Linked DNA regions of Sus scrofa: all the other regions are linked to region 1. A link is a contact called in public HiChIP or PLAC-seq data. All regions are on one chromosome and are shown on one strand. The core of a region is the stretch at or near the end of the contact, and the rest is flanking DNA. Distances in the headings are between cores, read along the strand shown.

Region 1 (2,700 bases), core at 11-2,510:
GTCGGTACCCCCCCGCCCAATTCCCTCTACATCTACGAGTCGCGGTCCCTTGGGAAAAAAAAGGTGAGCGAGTCCCACGTTCGCCCAAAGTCTGCAGGAGATCGGCTATCACAGGAGGAAGCCTGGCCGAACTGTGGCGAGCTGAAGTCCCACTGCAAACTCGTTTTGCAACATCCTTTGAATCACAACTCTTGGCCTTTTTCTCGCAGATCCCCAGCCTCTCCAGAACAGAAGGGGACACATCCCAGCAAAACACTGTCCTGAGATTTACCTCTCCACCGGACCCCCACTTCCCGAGCCGCAGTCCGGCAATGTGGCTGGAGAGACTCGAACCCCCTCCCGGCAGCGGTGTCGCCCGGCAGCGGCGACACCCTGAGCGCTCACAGGGAAACCGAGCCCACTACCGAAACCGGGCTCAAAAGCAGCACGTTATGGACGAATGAATCACCGAAAAAAAGAAAAAAAAAAAAAACTGCCCCGGTCAATGCCCCGCGTCCCCCGGGCAGCCCCACGTAAACTTCGCCCCTCAAAACTCTGGACTCCAGATTCCCATGTAATCCCCGCCAGGAGCTGCTGAAATTCAAAGGATGGGAAGGAAAGCGCCAAATTCCTTCAAACTGGGGGGCGAAATGGGGCGGAAAAAACAACTACCTCGCCTCTCCTCGCTTTTTCCCAGTCTTCCCAGACCTAAACTTTGGGGGGTTCTTTTGGCAGACAAGAGAAAAAAGAAAAAGGCTTAGAAAAGTAAATGCTCCGCCCCACTTTACCTTGCATAAAACTTCGCTCAAGTCGAAGATGGTGGCAGACACAAGGGTGGTAGTCATCCTGGGCGCTCGCACGGGGCAGGGACGAGGATCTGGTTTGTTGTGAAGGTCCCGGTGCGGGGAAGGCTCTCCGGTCTGGAGTCCCACACGCCTGCTCCCGGCGCCCCTCGCCTTTCTGACTCTCCCCGGCTGCGGCGCGCGAAGCCCAATTTATATAAGTTTCAGATTTGGTGGGCCGGAGAAGAGGGAGGAGCTTTAAACTTATTTAAATGAGGAAGAGGAGGAAAAAAAGTTGATTGACACTGAAGTTGAATCAGCCATGCGGTCAAACTCGGGGGAAAAAAAAAAAGAAAGAAACTTTCAAAAGGAAGAAGGGGGAGGGGAGACGAGGAAAGAAGGCAAAGAAGAAAAAAAAAAAAACCCACTGCGAGCTGCGCACAACTTTTTTTCTTAAAGAGGAAAAGTTTCGACTCCGCTCGCTTGGCTACCCCTCGCTGCAGGCGCCCCTCTCTGGGGCGGTGCGCCGCGCGGGGGGAGGAGGGGAGCCCCCCCCTTTGTCAGCCTGCGAGCGCGGCTCTGTGACATCACTCATTCCACCCTCTTCGGGGTTCTTGTTGTTGTGTTGTTGTTTTTTTGTCGGGCAGGAAGGCGGGCTCGACTTTCTCTTTTTGCAAGCTGGAGCAGAAGCCCGTCCTTAGCGCCCGGGCTGCGGTTTCCATCTTGAGCAGATCTCCCTTGAAACTTCTCCAAGTACCCGCATAACTTACTCTTTCCCCGAGTTTTCTTTCGCACTCGGCTCCCCTCCGCAAACCCCACGGGGAGAGGAGATTGAAAATAAGAAGCTCACAAAGCGTTCAAGTTTAGGGTTTTGTTTTTTTTCAGGGGCGGGGATGGGGGTTGAGAGAGGAGGATTAGGAGACTTTTTTCCCCCCAGGAGGCCCTGGCCTGGCGGGGACGAGCACAGAGCGATTTAGCCCGCCGCACGCGTCTACACCCGCGATCGCTTTGCAGCGGACACCCTCCGAGAGTGGACTGGAGGGGTGGGGGGGGCGGGTTGTTAGCGAAAAGACCACGGCCCTGGCGGATTGTTTTAACAGGCTTGGGAGTGTATTTATTTCACACATCGATCTTTAAACGTTTTTGTAAAGAAAACCCGAATCCTCATGAGCGCCTCTTCTCCTCCTCGGAGGGAAAAAAAAAACCCACCCAGCAAGGCACAACTTTCCCCGCGCACTCTGAACCACGGGCCGCGCCGAAACTACCCCTACCAACACACATGCGCGCGCACACACACACACACGCACACACACACACACATACACCTAAACCACTGAACAAGGAAAAAAAAGTTGCTTTGGTAAAATAAAGGTAAAGAGATGGAGGAAGGCGACACTTTTAACTTATTGTTGCTTCTCCCCCGCCCCCAGGGGAACGGAACATATGGCTTGTCACAGTGAGCTGTTTTGGCGGGATGGGAGGAGGGGGGATATGGGATCCTCGAAACCGAAATGCCCCAATTGATTATTATGCTTTTGAAAACTGGGAAGTATATATTTATTTACTGTTAAGTTCAGATGCCCCTTCACCCACCCAAATAAAAAGTTGTCAACGTGTGCCCCACTGCCCACGGGTTGCTGGCGAGAAGACCGTGATGGAAATCTTGGGGCCGCATTTCTTTCCTATTTCCCCGCGTGCCCGGACGCCTCCTTGGCCCTCGCACGTTTCTTCCCAGCACTCGAGGCGGCCGGGTCTGTTATGAAACCCTGTGCGCTGAGTGGCTAAGAGCGGGTTCCATTGCGATGTAATTAGGTCACCCCATTATGAGCACGTTTCTTTGGAAAGGACGGGGCGGGCGGAGTAGAGCGCCTGAGTCGCACTCTCACACCACCACCAACACACACACACACACACACACACACATTTTTACTGCATTTCT
Region 2 (2,842 bases), core at 62-2,561, 98 kb before region 1:
TCAAAAGGTTCCCACGTAAGCAGTTCACCACAGTGGCTGGAGTAGGGACTGGACCCATCTGCCCAGGTTTGAAATCAGAGTTCCCGAAGCTCCAGCTGCTTTACTACTAGGGCAAGTTACTTCACTTCTCTGTGTCTCAGTTTCCTCATCTGTAAAATGGGAACAAAGTGCTTCTTCTTTGGGTTGCTGTAGGGTTTTAAAGTCAATAGTGTGTATAAATAAATATAGGTATATACTTAAATATATACTTACTATGAACAAATGGGACAGATACCAATAAAGTGGGGTTGCTATCATTCTTTGGGGATTGCGACACCCTTGATGTCCACTGCTGTCAAGAGCACAGCTTCTTCCCCACTGGTCCCCCTCCCTCCTCAGGCAGGCATCAAAGCCATCAGCTTCCCGCTGCTGCTCTGATGCTCCCAGGAGCCATGTGCTGGGCAACAAGCCAGCAATGGGGACAGACTACTCCGGCCTCAGCATCCCTGTGTGCCACTAGGTGCCCAGCATTGTGGGCATCTCTGCCCAATGAGGCCTGGGTGGGAGTTCAGACCTGGATGCCCTGGAGTCCTCGGACAGCGATGGGTCAGCTTCAAGGCCAGAGAACCTAGACCATCTGTTGTGGGGGAGAAGCTCACTGGCAAGGGGACCCCAGGAAGCAGAGTCCTGTTTGCCTGCAAGATTAGATCACTCTGAAGGGGAGCCGGGGGGCCAAGAGAGCACCACTCACTTTATTCCAGGGCAGAGCACAGAAACCTATCTGAAAATGAGCAACTTTGAGGTCTGGAGGGAGGGAACCCCATTGTGTCTGGCCTTCCTCTCCGGATCTCAGGCTGCACACCTGGCTGTGTGCTCCACCCAGGCCGAGACAGAACATTCTGGGAGTTGCAGTCAGTGCAAAGGGCCCTGGAAGAAGAAGACAGCTGCTGGTTCTTGGGGCACCTGCCCGCCTCCCGCAGCCCCTCACACCTGGGCCACTAAACTTGGGCCTGATGGGCGGCCCCACCCTCCCACCCGCAGGGGAGCAACTCCCTCCTTCTTGCCTCATTGGTCCTGGCTGGACTTCCTGGTTCCTGGGTCCCTCACCCCCTCCCCCACCCCAGCACCACCCCCTGCAGAGCTGAGAAGGGCCCTGGGGTCAGGCTGCTTCCAGGCTGGGCGCCTCACAGCACCGCCAGGGAGGAGTGGGTGGACAGTGCTTTTGCCAGAGCCCCGGGGAGGAGGGCAGGGCATTCTTTTGAGTCCATTCAGCCGCTCAGCTATTTCCTGCCCTGCTCCAGCACCCGGCATGCTCCACCTGCTCTTACTTAACCATTTCCTGTTTACTGCCGGCCTCCTGCAGCCTCCAAGCTCCCCTGCAGCAGCCAGCAGCCCAGCCAGAGCTCCCCAGACAGACAGATGGACGCCTGGATGCCTGGAGAGACGAGGCTGGATGGCTGCTCTCTGGGCAGCAAAGGGCAGCCTAGTCCTTCCTTTTGGGCAGTTTTATCAACCCCAGGGTTAGATGGCATGGCTGGGCTTCCCCGGGGTGCAGATATGGGCCTGGGAGGACAAAAAGGACCCTCCCTGGCCCAGGCTGAGTCATCCCCTCACAAGAATCAGCCGTGGCCTCTAGTAGCCTCCTCTTCCTGGCGGCCCCCTTTCCTGTGGTCACCTGTCCACAGCTCCTCTCCCAGCTTCCCCACCAGGGCCAGACAGACACAAGAACCCTCGTGGTCCTTTTCACCTGCAAGGTTCCTACAGGCGAAATCTTCAATGGTGCTCTAATTACAGATTTGCAGGCAAAAATGTGGTCCCAGTCTCAGCACCACCTCTTTCTAGGTCTCTCACTTGGGCGAATTAAGGAACCTGTCTGGACTTCAGCTGGGTTTGGGTTGTTTTTTTTTCAAGGAGTAATAATATTACCTGTGGCCAAGGTCCATGTGATCATGATACCATATCACGTATGTGAAAGTTCCTAGTACAAAAGAAGCAATTGATGGTGTTGACTCCTATTATTATAGAGAAATTTCTTTAAAATTCCTCTATGTGTCGTGTTTTTTTGAAAAATGGTAAGAAAGCCCTCACTTCCTTGCCCTTCTAAAACTATGGGCTGACATGGAGCGAAATAAGAGAAGAGGCTTCTTGAACATCTCATACCCATGGGCTGTTGAAATTGCCCCTCAGCCCCAAATACGGCAGCAGGGATAGGGTGGACAGGGAGGAGCAGGACCAGTCCTGCAGAGAGAATCGTGGCTCCATGCCAAGGCCCGAAAGAGCAGGGAAGGCTGCAGAGGTGCCCTGAGACTCAGTCATCACTGGACCCATGGAAGCCCCTGGAGGCCACCTCTCAAACGTGAGGCTCCCCGCACCAGCTGCCTTAGCCTCATCTCTCGTCTTTCTCAACTTCGGCACTGTTGACACTTCAGCTAGGAGAATCCTTGGTTCTAGGGGTTGTCTTGTGCATTGTAAGATGTTTAGCAGCATCTCCAACTTCTGCCCAAAAAATGCCAGTAGCATCCCTTCCGCCCTCGCCAGTCGTGACAACCAAAAATATCTCCAGACATTGCCAAATGCCCCTGGGGCTGGGGATCACCTCCCTGCCTCCAGGGAGAACCACTGCTCTGGAAAAAGGCCATGAGCCATAGAAAGGGGTCCCCTGGTCCTCCACAGGTCCATCCCCCATCTCCCTACCTGCTCCTGGGTCTGCCTCCACACCTCATCCCCACCCCAGGCCTGGCTGGGATGTCTCCCCCAACATTCACTGGAAGAAGCAATGCCAATTCCCCAGCAAATGAGCTACCAGAGTTGGCCTCCAAGAGCAGGCAGCCCACTGCATCTTGGGAAGGCAGCCTTGTCCAGC
Region 3 (2,894 bases), core at 192-2,691, 120 kb before region 1:
AGTGGTGCCTGCTGATTAGGTTTGATGAGCTCATGTCTTAAGTAGAAAAGGAACGTGATCAGTTCTGCTTCTGAGCCCCGCGTGGAAGATAGCTAAGGAGTGGGCCAACCTGAAGATGGCACCATCCTGGAACACAGCCCTGAAATACTCTGTCCTGGGCCACTGTGTCAAGAACCACTCTCCCCTTCATCACATGGCACCAGAGTTCCCAGGGAACAAGGCTCTCTCCTCTGTTGAGAGCTTGAGCCGGCCCCAGAGGAAGAAGCATTAGGACTAAGCCCTGCATCTTTCTGTCCAGTTTCCCCCGTGCCTTGAACTTCTACCACCTCCCTTCCCTTGCCAGCAACCTGGAGGAGAGGAAACTCTACCCTGATTTTTTTGTTGTTGGTTTTTTTCTTTGGTTTTTTAGGGCCACACCCTCAGCATATGGAAATTCCCAGGCTAGGGATCAAATGGAAGTTGCAGCTGCCAACCTACACCACAGCCACAGCCACATGGGATCTGAGTTTTGTCTGCGACCTACACCACAGCTCACGGCAACGCCAGATCCTTAACCCACTGAGCGAGGCCAGGGATCGAACCTGCATCCTCATGGCTACTAGTCAGATTTGTTTCTGCTGAGGCCAGGGATCGAACCTGCATCCTCATGGCTACTAGTCAGATTTGTTTCTGCTGCGCCATGACGGAAACTCCCTATCCTAATTTTAACGTAGGAGCCACTGAGACTTGCATATATTAAGTGACTTCCTCCAGATCACACAAGACTCCACCCATCGCTCGGCCACCAACTTTGCATCTCATCTGCACCCACCTGTCTCCATCAATCCTAACGAGTCAGTCAGCTTTTCCCATCCCTAGGCCAGACACCTCCTCAAATAACAAACTGATTGATCTCTAGAAAAACCAAAGGCCAGTTCCAGTGGTCAAACACTGCAAGCTAGAGAGTTTCTCCCAAAAGTTCTATGGGAAGCCCAAGAATTCTGAATTCCAAAGCCAGCCAAATTTGGATTTCCTCTGTAAAGAGACCATCCGTCCCTGCAAAGAACATACCCTACCCCGTGTAGTTAGTTCCATGTTTCCTAATAACTTTTGCTTACACCACAAAATTGTCATAGATTATGGAAACACAAAAGCCTTGGAAAAGAAGAAAAAAAAAAAAAAATGTCCCGAGGCCCCTGGAAGTCATTATTCCTTCCTTTAGCAATTGCTGAGTTAAGCAGCAAAAATATGGTTTTCATCGTGCACCCCTCCCCCACCCCCCACTCTCTCTCTCTCTCTCTCTCTCTCTCTCTCTCTCACACACACACACACACACACACACACACTCAGACACACTCACATAGATGATCTGCTGGACATATGTTCACAAGAAAGCGGGCCTGTGGGGTGGGAGAAGATTCACATGTTGTGAGTCAAGAGCTTGAACATTTGAAAAGAAAAAGTGGGAGAGGGCGGGGAGTTTGCAGCCCTGGAAATGGAATATCCAGAGGATTTATTGCCTTTGAGTATCTCACGAGGCATTTTTTTTTATAAAAATCTGTAACTTATGGCTTTTTTTTTTTTTTTTTTTTTTTTTTTTTTTGTATAGGGCAGTAAACAAGAGCTCTGAAAGGGGAAGGAAGCCAGGAGAAAGCCAGCTCCATTAGTCACGCAGCTGCATATCCTGTCACAAAGGACCCCAGTTGAGTAATCGCCCAAAATATGCCTGTTATTTTTTTTTTCTGTCAGAAAAAAAATGGGGCCTGCCAAAATGTACTGTAAAAAGGAAAAAAATCTAGTCTCTCAGCCCCAGAGGGGGAAAGGAAAAGAAAGAAGAAACAGACGTGACTTCTCAGCACTTCTAACCCTTTCCCCAACTTATCTTTAAAAGAAAAAGCCCTCAGACTCTTCACAGCGATGGAGCTGGCTGGAAAAAAGCTGGCTCTTTGAGATGCTCCAGGTCTCAGAGGCCGTGCAGTTCCATGGTGCTGAGAGCTTAGAAAGAAGAGGGCCGTCGGAGAAAGAAGGAGAAGGACAGCCCCCAGCAGAGAGGAAAGAAGACAGGCCAATTGAACGAGGCCTTTGCTGGACCCAGTGAGCGAGCTCTGTCCCACAGGGAAGCTGGGCAGCCCCCTCCAGTTTCATGAGCATCGCATGGGCCCAGCCTGTGGCCGAGCACGCTTTTTCTGATGGCCTCAGCGAAACCACCATTGTCTCCAGCCTCCAACGTGCCCTAGGCTGTTTGGGCCACAGAATGGACAAGAAGAATTTGTGTGGCTGGACATCTGACTCTGGGGAAGTCTGAAGAAGAGGATCTGGAAAGGACCAGAGCTGCCTCCAGTCTCAGGAATTTCCCCGAATTGGCTTTGCAAAACCCCTCCATGCCAGGCTCCTGGTGGGGAAACTGAGGCACAGCCAACGAAGCTGTTCTGAAGCCTGGTGCAGTGGCTGCCTCTCTGCCGCACCCTCATTCCCTTGGCTCTCAGGATCAGGATGCGCAGAGCGGTCAGTCCAAACAGAGAGACTCTTGGAAAGTCGCAGCTTTCCACCTGCTCACATTCTGGTCTAGTCAGAACTGTCCACGGGGAAAGGGGTTGTCTGAACCCAGGTGATAAAAAAAAAAAAAAAAAGCAGGAGGTCTTCTCCTTAAGAAAGAGAATAGAGGCCAAAAGGGAGGAATGGGGAGTTCCCGTCGTGGCGCAGTGGTTAACGAATCCGACTAGGAACCATGAGGTTGCGGGTTCGATCCCTGCCCTTGCTCAGTGGGGTAACGATCCGGCGTTGCTGTGAGCTGTGGTGTAGGTTACAGACGCGGCTCGGATCCCGCGTTGCTGTGGCTCTGGCGTAGGCCGGTGGCTACAGCTCCGATTCAACCCCTAGCCTGGGAACCTCCATATGCCGCGGGAGCAGCCCAA

The links. HiChIP or PLAC-seq counts read pairs in DNA pulled down with a chosen protein or histone mark.
Region 2: a contact with region 1 is called in an H3K27ac HiChIP or PLAC-seq map of skeletal muscle. The contact joins the enhancer-like site here to the promoter of ZFP36L1 in region 1. A contact is called at or near these places in 1 of 5 promoter capture datasets (fetal skeletal muscle), 11 of 47 Hi-C or Micro-C datasets (alveolar macrophages, embryonic fibroblasts, fetal heart ventricle and 5 more) and 2 of 2 datasets of contacts at active chromatin or transcription factors (alveolar macrophages and skeletal muscle).
Region 3: a contact with region 1 is called in an H3K27ac HiChIP or PLAC-seq map of skeletal muscle. The contact joins the enhancer-like site here to the promoter of ZFP36L1 in region 1. A contact is called at or near these places in 1 of 5 promoter capture datasets (fetal skeletal muscle), 12 of 47 Hi-C or Micro-C datasets (alveolar macrophages, embryonic fibroblasts, fetal heart ventricle and 9 more) and 2 of 2 datasets of contacts at active chromatin or transcription factors (alveolar macrophages and skeletal muscle).

Annotation. Positions count from the first base shown.
Region 1 is chr7:92,494,604-92,497,303 of Sscrofa11.1, forward strand. ZFP36L1 (mRNA decay activator protein ZFP36L1) reads right to left here and starts at 1,261. Exons shown (of 2, transcript XM_013989124.2): 1 at 768-1,261. The coding sequence starts at 824.
Region 2 is chr7:92,396,595-92,399,436 of Sscrofa11.1, forward strand. No RefSeq gene overlaps it. Among named protein-coding and RNA genes, the nearest start is that of ZFP36L1, 98 kb to the right of the region's middle. Within about 2 kb of position 1,312, at least 45 of the 83 cell types and tissues checked have an H3K27ac peak or open chromatin away from gene starts, as enhancers often do. A contact at or near this core is called in alveolar macrophages, embryonic fibroblasts, fetal liver and 5 more, where this site is marked.
Region 3 is chr7:92,377,435-92,380,328 of Sscrofa11.1, forward strand. No RefSeq gene overlaps it. Among named protein-coding and RNA genes, the nearest start is that of ZFP36L1, 120 kb to the right of the region's middle. Within about 2 kb of position 1,442, at least 44 of the 83 cell types and tissues checked have an H3K27ac peak or open chromatin away from gene starts, as enhancers often do. A contact at or near this core is called in alveolar macrophages, embryonic fibroblasts, fetal skeletal muscle and 6 more, where this site is marked.